Linked DNA regions of Gossypium hirsutum: region 2 is linked to region 1. A link is a contact called in public Hi-C data. All regions are on one chromosome and are shown on one strand. The core of a region is the stretch at or near the end of the contact, and the rest is flanking DNA. Distances in the headings are between cores, read along the strand shown. Region 1 holds the start of LOC107893713 (aminopeptidase M1). Region 2 holds the start of LOC107893379 (conserved oligomeric Golgi complex subunit 3).

What was found. A called contact is a pair of places that touch in the nucleus more often than the background predicts.
Region 2: a Hi-C map of leaf shows a contact between it and region 1, with 5 times the contacts expected there. The contact joins the promoter of LOC107893379 here to the promoter of LOC107893713 in region 1. A contact is called at or near these places in 3 of 34 Hi-C or Micro-C datasets (all in leaf).

What each region holds. Positions count from the first base shown.
Region 1 is chrD13:59,865,143-59,870,883 of Gossypium_hirsutum_v2.1, reverse strand. LOC107893713 (aminopeptidase M1) reads left to right here and starts at 3,206. Exons shown (of 18, transcript XM_016818775.2): 1 at 3,206-3,589; 2 at 3,698-3,843; 3 at 3,922-4,024; 4 at 4,102-4,385; 5 at 4,461-4,614; 6 at 4,698-4,802; 7 at 4,882-5,001; 8 at 5,089-5,202; 9 at 5,290-5,475; 10 at 5,565-5,741. The coding sequence starts at 3,284. It overlaps LOC107893712 (solute carrier family 25 member 44), which reads right to left and starts at 690. Exons shown (of 1, transcript XM_016818774.2): 1 at 1-690. The coding sequence starts at 307.
Region 2 is chrD13:59,999,602-60,005,342 of Gossypium_hirsutum_v2.1, reverse strand. LOC107893379 (conserved oligomeric Golgi complex subunit 3) reads left to right here and starts at 2,706. Exons shown (of 25, transcript XM_041109364.1): 1 at 2,706-3,035; 2 at 3,449-3,532; 3 at 3,624-3,731; 4 at 3,910-3,954; 5 at 4,047-4,121; 6 at 4,237-4,332; 7 at 4,496-4,573; 8 at 4,753-4,838; 9 at 5,084-5,150; 10 at 5,268-5,330; 11 at 5,427-5,528; 12 at 5,696-5,741. The coding sequence starts at 2,946. It overlaps LOC121225183, which reads left to right. Exons shown (of 5, transcript XM_041109368.1): 2 at 275-1,177; 3 at 1,364-1,564; 4 at 1,707-1,902; 5 at 1,982-2,408. The coding sequence starts at 302. The coding sequence ends at 2,166.

The sequences.
Region 1 (5,741 bases), core at 1,957-4,456:
CAAGGGCTCCCATGTAAAGTGCTCGAGCTGGGATTGTTCCCATTAAAGTGGTACCAAAACCTCTATAGAATCCTCTTAATCCTTCACATCTCATAATAGAGAAAGACATTTTGAAGCAAGAGATTTGAGTGGATGAAACTTGTTGTCGGGTTTTTAACACCATTGCAGGGTAAAGACCAGCTGATACACCTGAAAATAAAGCTGCACCAAGGAAGAAGAACTTGGATTTATCAAGCATATGCCAATCTATATCTGCTGGAACATGAATGTCTGATCCTAAATCATCCTCACTTGCACTTAATTTCATTCTATACAATTAAAGCTACCAATTTGTGTGAGTGGAGAAGGTGATCACCAAAAGGCAAAGAAAAATTGAAGATTTGAGATGGGTGAAATGGAAAATTGGAAGGTTTTTTTGTTGGTTTCTTTTAAATTTGAGAGCAAACTTAATACAAAAAAACCCAGATTTTATATTTGATTCTTACCCCAAAAAAAAAGTCAAGAAAATGGGGAAAGACAGAGCTTTAACAGTAGCAGAGAGGAAAGGGGACAAGATCATAGTTTTCAGCAAACGGTTTGGAGGATGGAGATAATATCACAGACTTTTTCTGTTTGGGGTCAAATTCTTCTATCAGTCCTTCTATTCTGTGTAAGTTATGGATTTAGTCTTTATACTTTAATTTCAACAATTTTAGTCTTATTCTTTTTGAATCTGTACCTTTTTGAATTTTAAAGTTTTAGCCATGACCCAAATGATAAAGTTAAATCCATTTTGTTAAATTATGCTATTAGTCATATATTATATATAAAGTTGTAGATTTCGTCTATGTTCTTTAATTGAATCATTCTTAGTTCTATACTTTTTCTAATTTCAAAATTTCAGTCATAATTTAAATTGACATGGTATTACATAATTAATAATTTGTTCGCCACATTAGATTTTGGGAATAATATAACTTAACCTAATGAGTTTAATAGCTTCTATTTGGCCAAGATTGAAATATTAAAAGCTTGAAAAATACAAAGACTAGAAATGAATAAAATAAAGCACAACATACATACAAAACAAGGACTAATAACAAAATTTAACCATTTTGTTTGTGTGCTACCCTCTCGTTTTGGAACTTAACTGTGGGTGTCTTCATGGATGCGACAGCAACACTCTGCGCCCATAGGTTGAGTGAGCTGCTTCATCAGGCTACCATTGTTAGTTGAGTTGTCACTTGTCAGTGCCTATAATTTCGTAAAATAGAATAATAATTCTTATTTTTCTTTAACAATCTCTCCTATCATATTTTTCTTATATAATTTCTAAAAATACTCATAAAAAGAAATGTAATGTGCTTCAAGGTACTCGAACCTAAAATCTCTTGTATTAACAATAATATTCATATCAATAGAATTAAGACTCAATCAATATCATTTTTATTGTTTTAATTGTAAGTGATACAAGTTGATGAAAGTGGCGTATATACATTGGATTATCTTTTCAAGTTATTTCTATATATATGTTAGCTCCATTTTCAAGTCCAGTCAATTTCAAATTCAATTGATGCACTGCTTTGATTAAATGAATATTGCTCAAACATCTCAATCAGCCTCCAATTTAAGGATTTTAAGTAATAATAAAGTAAGTGTTTGATGGTATTTTGTGATGATCAGGTCACTCCAAGAATAATTGAGAGATGTTGATTGAGGGTAGAAGGATGTTGATTCGAGTGCGTTGAAATACATTATTTTCTTATTTATGGGTTAGAGAGAGATTATGAGTAGTTCTAAATATTATGTCAAATGAAGTAAATATGATAAAAACGTATAATGATATATTTTTTTTTAAAAAAAAAGAAAAAGCAAATATGAACTTTGCAAAGATAATAGCAGAGAAAATCATCTTTTAGTTGCATCACATCGATTTAATAGAATTCTTATCACTCTTGATTCGTCTTCATGTAATATTATATATGAATTTTAAGTTTTTTACAATTTTATATCTATTTATAAACGACTAACATCGTTATTGATATATTATCATTTTACATCTATATGTTGCATACCCAAATAATTATACTTATCCAATATAAAAATAAATTGATGCCTTTATTTATTTAAATGTGTACGATTTGATCAAAATCAAAATTTTATGTATACATTTAATTACAATCAAAGTTTCATGTATATAATTGCCTCAAATCAAAACTCATATATCAAATATAGTTTTGATATTTTCCCATTCTTCATACAAAATTTCTGACATTAGTCCCTTAGAATATTCAGACTTAATCCCTACTAAATTGACACCAATTGGGTGGGTGTAAAATTCATTAATATGAAGTAGCAGAGAGTGATCCCATTAAGATCTTTGGGCTTACTTTGCTGTTGGGCCTTAACCTTTGATAATGTAGACATAACAGTAGGCATATCAAGACCCCAAACAAAATTGAGATATAAAGAAAAAAGAAAATGAAAAATAAATCCTGAACATGGACATGAAATATATATAATTTTACTTTTCAAAAAAAAGTTATCTCTCTTTTATGTTATATATCCAACACATATTTAGAGGTAACCGAAGTTGGGACTATGCATCACATTCCTCTTACTTGCAAGAAAACTTTATACTATCCTATTACAATCTAATTCTTGCATGTTAGACTTCTAAAAATGAATATAATAATAAAAATACCTTCCTTAACGGAATATTTTTATCAAAAATGTATATTTAATATTTAATACTTAAAAACCTAAATAAATACATCATAAATAAGATGTCATTAGTACATGACATTATCCAAATATATTAATTAATGTTTTCTTTTTTCTAAATATTCTTTTTCAAGAACCAATTAAGCAACAGTCTCTATGTTTTGATTCCAAATAGTGTTTAATAAAGACGGATACATGTCTTTCTAAAAATAAAATAAAGTGTAAAGACTGCCTTTCTCCCTAAGCAAGCAATCTAATACTAAAGTTCTTATCATTATTTATCTAATTAAAATTTGTTGATAAGATTCTTATTCTAAAACCCGTTCTTAGGCAATATTTTTTTTATATTAAATTATAAATTTAGTAGCATTAAGCAATATTATATATCAATTTAAAAAGAGTAATCCATGTAATGATGTATAATTAAATATCTATATGTTTCCCATTGCATGTAAAAACTACTAAATATAGATATCTAGGGCAACCCCTATTTATCATCCTTACTCCTTATACCTTGTACTTTTCCATCTCTCTCTCTCAAAGTTTTGCTTCTTTTTTCTCAGACATATTAATTTACACCATGAACCTGTTGAAGAAGTGCTGTTCCTGTTTCAGAAAAAAAACTGACGGTACCTCAACCTCAACTTCTCATCAATTGTCGGATCCAACAACTGACTTCAAAGGCCAACCTCGTCTCCCCACATTCGCTGTCCCCATACGCTACGATATTCAACTGAAACCCGACCTCGCGGCCTGCAAGTTCGAAGGCATTGTCTCCATCTTTGTCAACATCGTTGCCGACACTCGTTTCATTGTCCTCAATGCTGCTGCCCAACTCCACATTAACTCTGATTCAGTCTACTTCTCCGATCCTAATTCTAATAAGGTCAAGCTCTCTACATGCAAGTAAAACTTTAGTCAACTTAATAGGATATATATATATATTAGTCATAAAGAAACTATAATTGTCTTTGGCTGATTACATGTTAAACAGGTATTTGAGAAGCCAAAAGTAGGGAAGGTCGAAGCAGATGAGATTTTGGTGTTGGAATTTTCTGAGACACTTCCCAAGGGTATGGGAGTTTTAACTATTGGCTTTGAGGGTGTCTTAAATGACAAAATGAAGGGATTCTATATAAGGTATATGTATATATTCATCATTTCACATTAATGTTTTTAGAATCTATATGAACGAAATTTTCATATTTTGAAATACAGTACTTATGATCACAATGGTCAGAAGAAGAATATGGCAGTGACACAATTCGAGCCAGCTTATGCAAGGCAATGTTTTCCCTGTTGGGATGAACCGTCTTTCAAGGTCTTCTTCTTTTAACTTTCCTTTCAAAGTTTCATGTTGACATTGTTGATTAGTTTGTTTCATGTGTTTTTTAACAGGCAAAGTTCAATATCGCATTATTGGATGTTCCATCTGAACTAGTGACCCTTTCAAACATGCCAGTGGGTGAGGAGGAACTGAATGGGAACCTGAAAACAGTTTATTATCAAGAATCACCGGTGATGTCTACATATTTGGTTGCTGTTGTTATTGGTTTGTTTGATTACATTGAGGATCATACACCAGATGGGATCAAAGTTCGAGTGTACTCTCAAGTTGGGAAGGCAAATCAAGGGAAATTTGCTCTCCATGTAGCTTTGCAGACACTGGGTTTTTATAAAGAGTATGTAAATATTCTATAAAGTGGGAGATTTTGCTAACAATCTGTTTGACATTGTGGTAATGAGTTTTTTTACAGTTATTTTCAAATGCCATACTCTCTTCCCAAACTGGATATGGTTGCAATCCCTGATTTTGCTTTTGGGGCAATGGAGAACTATGGCTTAGTTACATATCGTGAGACGGATTTGCTCTTCGATGATCACCATTCGGCTGCTGCCAACAAGCAGCGGGTTGGTACATATGCTGTTCCACCTCTCTATATGTATGTATAGGTGCAGAAAATGTTTGACTAGTGTACTTGGTTGCTGTTAAGGTAGCAACAGTGGTGGCCCATGAATTGGCACACCAGTGGTTTGGAAATCTTGTAACAATGGAATGGTGGACGGACCTGTGGCTGAATGAGGGCTTTGCAACTTGGGTATGGGTTCTAGGTCTCACCTTTGTTATTGCCACTTAGCACTAGTGTTCTTATATTGCTAAGGATTGTTTATTTTCAGATGAGTTACATGGCAAAAGATAAGTTGTTCCCAGAATGGAAAATATGGACACAATTCTTTGATCATGAATCTAGTGAAGGTCTTAGGTTGGATGGACTTGCAAAATCCCACCCTATCGAGGTGAATATATATGTATATATATATCTTTTTACATACAATTAACAATATATATTTGATCTTAAGCATATATGTTGTTTTACTTTGAAGGTGGAGGTAAACCATGCCTCTGAAATTGATGAAATATTCGATACAATAAGCTACAAAAAAGGTGCATCAATTATCCAGATGCTTAAAGGCTATGTTGGAGGTCCACATTTTCAGGTTGCTAAATACTGGAACCTAATTCTGATATTATGTATAAGTTTTATCTCAAACTCAGAGTTGATTCATTTAATCTCTTGATATCAGAACTCACTTGCTACATATATAAAGAGACATGCATGGTCAAATGCAAGGACAAATGATCTGTGGGCTGTTCTTAAGGAGGAATGTAACGAGCCAACAATAGACAAGATAATGAATTCATGGACAAAACAAGAAGGGTATCCAGTTTTGTCCGTGAAAATGAAAAACCAGACATTGGAAATTAAACAGGTTTAATCATGTTTTGTCTATTTTCATGAACTTCTTGGCCTATAAAACACTTTGAACTGTTTCATTGTATGATGATTTGATTTTGGCAGTCACGATTCTTATATGCCGGTTCTCATGATCGTTGTCAGTGGATTATCCCAATCACTTACTGTTGCGGAGACTATGATAGCTTGATAAGCTTGTTGATGGAGAAAAAATCCGAAACTTATGATATTAAGGATTTGCTTTCCAACATTACTGATCCAGCACGCTCTTGGATAAAGCTC
Region 2 (5,741 bases), core at 1,457-3,956, 130 kb before region 1:
TCAAACAATAAATTAGGATGAAAAATCAACCATGATTTGTGAAAACCTAGTTCTAAACGAAGTTATTGTATTTTGATTTTGTTAAACAATTACGTTTGAATTGTGCATAGGAGAACAAAAAAAAAAATTGTTGGGTCCTCTGTTTTCTTTTGGGTTGATGAGATATATTTATTTCGTGACTTAATTTGTTGTTTAGGGTTTCTTTTTGCTAGGCGGCTAAGACGGGTGTTCATTTTTGAATTTCAGTGAAATTACTTGTTGTTGTTGGATTTAGGAATCAGGTTCTTGGTTGTGTGGTTGAATGGCAAGATTTGAGGGTAGGGTTTCGTATTCGTCGCTTTCAGAGGTAGAAAAGGAGAATAATAATAATAACGCCTATCAATTTGATGATGATTATATTGATTCTGATTGGACTGTGCCAGAAGATAAAAGTATCGTCTCATTAGGCTCAAAGTCGATAAAGAAAGGTAATCCTTATCAGTTTCCTGCTGATTCTGATGAGTTCATCGATGGAGGATATGATTCAAGCGATGATGTTCGTGTATCCATGCCGAATGGCTTGGAACCAGAGGTGAACTTGAAGAATGTGTTGAGTGGGTTAATTGCAATTGTAACCGGGACTAATAAAGGCTCCCCGGGTGTTTCAGTGAATCAGCAGTGCCAAAGTTCTAATGTTTCATTTCTGGGGTCTGGAAACAATGGGGATACCTGTTTGCAATCCTCTGTTTATATACCGAGTGCCCCGCCGCTTATGGAGCCAAGGGGGATAAATTATAATGCATATAAAGAAGTGCTGGAAGCTGAGCCTCCGGAGTGGCTTCCAGATAGTTCTACCACTGTTTGCATGCAGTGCAGTTCTCTCTTTACAGCAATCACGCGTGGCAGACATCATTGCCGGTTTTGTGGAGGGATTTTCTGTAGAGCATGTTCTAAGGGAAGGTGCTTGCTACCTGTTAAATTTAGGGATAGAAATCCCCAGAGGGCGTGTGATTCTTGCTATGATAGACTTGATCCATTGCATGGTGTTCTTATTAACTCCATTAGCAATGCTGCACAAGTAGCAAAACATGATGTCATGGATTGGACGTGCACTCGAGGTTGGTTGAACTTGCCGGTTGGTTTGTCCATGGAACATGAGATCTACAAAGCATCCACCACCTTGAGAAGCTATTGCCAGGTTTGAGCCTAGTTTTAATTATTCATACAAGACAGTAGCTTTGTTTTTCTGTCTAGATCATACTTACCAGCTAGATTGAGTTTCATGTGATTGGTCTTGCTCAACCGGAGCACATATTGGAGCTACATAATTGAATATATTTTGGCATGGTGAGATGTTTCGAATAACAGTAGTTCAAACGGACAGGTTGCTCGGTTGAGTCCAGAGAAATCTATACCACTGGCAGTTCTTAAAGGAGCCAAAGGCTTAGCTATTTTAACTGTTGTTAAAGCTGGAGTTCTTTTAGCATACAAGCTCGGAACTGGTCTTGTTCTTGCTCGAAGGTCCGATGGAACATGGTCTGCTCCATCAGCTATATTCTCTGTTGGTTTAGGATGGGGTGCTCAGGTAAACTTTTGACTCTGAAAAATATATACCTGTTCAAGCAGAATTTACACATCTAGGCAGCTAAGGAGCGATTCCCTCCCACGTTCCGTAGTATTTATATGTATAATCTATTTGCTAAATTCCATTTTTATGCATTTCATAGATTGGGGGTGAGCTCATGGATTTCATAATCGTGCTTCATGATTTACAAGCTGTAAAGACATTTTGTAGTCGCATGCATTTTTCTCTTGGTGCTGGCTGCAGTGCTGCTGCAGGACCTGTGGGGAGAGTGCTGGAAGCAGATCATCGGGCAGGAGATAGAGGCTCCGGCATGTGTTACACATACAGTTGTAGTAAAGGTATTCCATCCTGCAATGTATTGCACTCCTTTCACTAGTTTGTGGATTCAGCTATCCAATTTATCACAAAATTTTGCAGGGGCATTTGTTGGTGTGTCACTGGAAGGGAACATCATTGCAACAAGAATGGATACCAACCTACGGTTCTATGGCGATCCTTATCTCACCACTACTGACATATTACTCGGGACTGTGAGCCGGCCAAAGGCTGCTGAGCCCTTGTATGTTGCTCTGGACGATCTCTACTCTAGCCTAAATTGTTAGTTCAGACCATTTGGGTACATTATCTCGCTCTGCAGCTCGAAACAAGCAACAACTTGACCAACATGGTGCACGTCTTGCCTTGTTGACTGTACAAAATATAGCTGCCTTTCATGGTTATGTGGATGTGCATGAAGTAAACATGCAATTCAAGGACGAGTACCTTTTATAAGCCAAATTACGCATTGTACCAAATATGCATTAAACATTTGTGAAATAAACCAGTCAACCGTAAATGTTTCTTATTCTTGGTGATTCAATGTTTTCAGTTACTTTTGAGTGGAAGATCTTCCAAATGCCCTCCAAAAAACATGAAAGCTGCAACATTGTATTCGAAAAGAGAGAAAAAACTAAAAAAGCTTGGACATCAGCTAATAATAAAATTTAGTAGAGTAACATATGAATATATTCTACAATTATTATCATCTGTGATAGATAATCATTAAGCAAAAATACGAAGATTCAAGTATACGATCGTATGTTCAAAGAAAAAAATAATTTCTGGGTCAATTACTTTTGGGCTTCTTTGTTTTCTGACTCGACTTTGCCCAAACATATCTAGAATGGGTTCAATGGCTGAAGATTCTTTTCGTCGTCTCCGATCTAAACCTATATTACTTGACCCAGAAAATAAATGGCGCAAACCAGAAACCGCTCTCTGCTAAATAGAATGATGCGTCTTGAAAGGTTATCTGCTTTTTAGAAAACGCCGTCGTTTAGCGAGCAAGTTAACTAAAGTTCGTCTGGCCTATCAGAACCAGACTCCTTCCGTGATAGAGAAAATGGCAACGAATCCAGCAACGGCACCTTCGAAACTTCCTAAATCCGGAGCCATCTCCAAAGGCTACAATTTTGCTTCTACTTGGGAACAGGTATGTTTTCTTTTTACATAACTTTCTCTTCGAACACACAGATGTTTGCCTTCACGTTACGAATTGAATCTCTTATAGTTTAGATCTGTTATAATTTGATCTCAGTGAACTTATAACTTTCAACTTATAACTGTGAATTTCGAGAGAAGAGGAAAACCAGCTTTTTAATCGACTAGCTCTTTTCTATTTCGATTTCTTTCTCTCATTTCATTCTTAATTTTAGTAATTAACGGATCCTATCTCTTCATTCGAGCCATAGAAGGAACCGAAATGTGATAATAATATTAATAATTATAATCTGAAGAGCTGAAAAACATTTTAGTTTGAATATTGGATCTGTGAAGTGGAGCTGGAAGCTTTAATTTGGATTATTTATGTTTAATTTAATTTCTTTTGGGGATTTTTCTCCGTAGAATGCACCTTTGACTGAGCAGCAGCAACGAGCAATACAGATGCTATCTCATGCAGTTGCTGAACGGCCGTTTCCAGCCAATTTGGTGAGTAATTCTATTTCTTGTTGGTAATATGTGTGTGTGTGGGTGTTAAATTTCATTCTGAATGTTTTGGTTGGATTATGTTGGTGTTTAGGCTCAAGAGCGAACTTCAGGGCAAGATAAAGGTTTGTCCGTTTCTACAAAGGATGACAATTTTAGAGATTCTGAAGCTATTGATGAAATTTTGGTTAATTCAAATCAGGTAATTAGTTTAGTTGTATTTCTTGAGTGAAATGGAGATGCGGAGATCTGAAATTTTGTGGATGGTATTTTATTTTCTTCTTTGAATGATCTAGTGCTACCATGGTTTTATGACATCGATGAGATTTGGATCTACTGCATTTGATTCTTTTTTCTTGTTTCCACACTTTCTGGTACAGTTTTATAAATGGTTCACGGATCTTGAATCAGCCCTGAGGTCTGAGGTTAGTAGCAATTTCTTGTTGCGATATATATGAACATGGAGTGATTTAATTAGATATCTATTTATTGCATCTCATTGCTTCTCTTCCTTCAGACTGAGGAGAAGTATCAGCACTATGTTGATACTCTAGTAGACCGCATTCAGACTTGTGATGATATACTTCGACAAGTATGTTCTTTTTCTTTTATATCTCCATGCATTCTCATTTGCTTTGCTAGCTATTTTATTGGTTATGTCTATATTTTACGCAAAGATTTTAAAGCTAGCAAGTACTCCTGTGTAGGTGGATGAGACCTTGGACCTATTGAATGAACTACAACTGCAACACCAAGCTGTAGAAACAAAAACTAAAACTCTTCATGATGCATGCAATCGATTGGTATGGTTTTCATTGGGAAGACTTCGGATTTAGTTTCATCTTCTTGTTTCTAGCTTATTCACTTTGGCTTTATGTTAGGTGGCTGTAATCCACTTATTTTTTAGATGGAAAGTTTGTCTTGAGTTGGTTGATTCATTGCCTCACAAGCTTGTTCTCATTGCAGGTAATGGAGAAGCAAAGGCTGATTGAGTTTGCTGAAGCACTTCGCAGTAAGCTTGAGTATTTTGATGAGTTGGAGAATGTAAGGTTTGAATGCTATCTTAACTAGAAATCAGTTTAATTAAGTGTTACTTCCTTGTCTTTGCTTATTATCCTATTATCCTTTAGGATTTATGCTTAACTTTATGTTTCTTGATGAATTGCTGTTGGTGCAGTAGTTCTGAAATTTATGGTTTGTCTAATTTTACCTCTTCTATACAGATTACTTCCAACTTTTATTCTCCAAACATGAATGTTGGAAATGCAAACTTTCTCCCACTTCTTAAACGGCTCGATGAGTGCATATTGTAAGTTTGCATTTGAACTTAGTCTGCATGTGCAAACTGTTTGACAATCGTGTAATAACTGTCCATATGAGCACATATCATCAAAATATTTTAATCAAAATTTTCCCTTGTAGGTATGTTGAGAATAATCCACAATATGCAGAATCCAGTGTTTATTTGCTAAAATTACTGTTTGACAATCGTGTAATAACTGTCCATATGAGCACATATCATCAAAATATTTTAATAAAAAATTTCCCTTGTAGGTATGTTGAGAATAATCCACAATACGCAGAATCCAGTGTTTATTTGCTAAAATTCCGTCAACTCCAGGTAAGGAAGGAATGGTACAATCTTGGACTTTTTCTTTTTTCTCTTTTGGTAAGTGAATGAAATGCATGCATATAAGTAGATGTTTTGACTAAATGCTCCTGGAACCTGTTTTTACAGTCTCGGGCTCTTGGTATGATCCGCTCTCATGTAGTATCTGTTCTCAAAAGCGCATCTTCTCAGGTAAAATATCCACCTATAGATGAAAGTTGCGTATATCGGCATGTATTTCTGTATGAAATAAATGCCTCCCAAAATGCTTGTTCTTTCTCTCTTTAGGTCCAGGCAGCAATTTGGAGCAGCGGTGGCAACAAAGAATCTTTTTCTGAGGGTGTTGAGGCATCTATAATTTATGTTCGTTTCAAGGCAGCTGCTAGTGAGGTAATGATTTCATTTTTTGATGTGGAAACTGTCACATTTTTTCAAATCTGAATATTTTCCCAATTTAATGGCAAGTAGAGTTATATCTCTTCTATATGAAGTGGGACCATATACTACAATTAGATCCCCCCTCAGCAGAGGTAATTAACATTTTTAAACATTTGCAGCTTAAGCCTATATTGGAGGAAATTGAAAGCAAAGCATCAAGGAAAG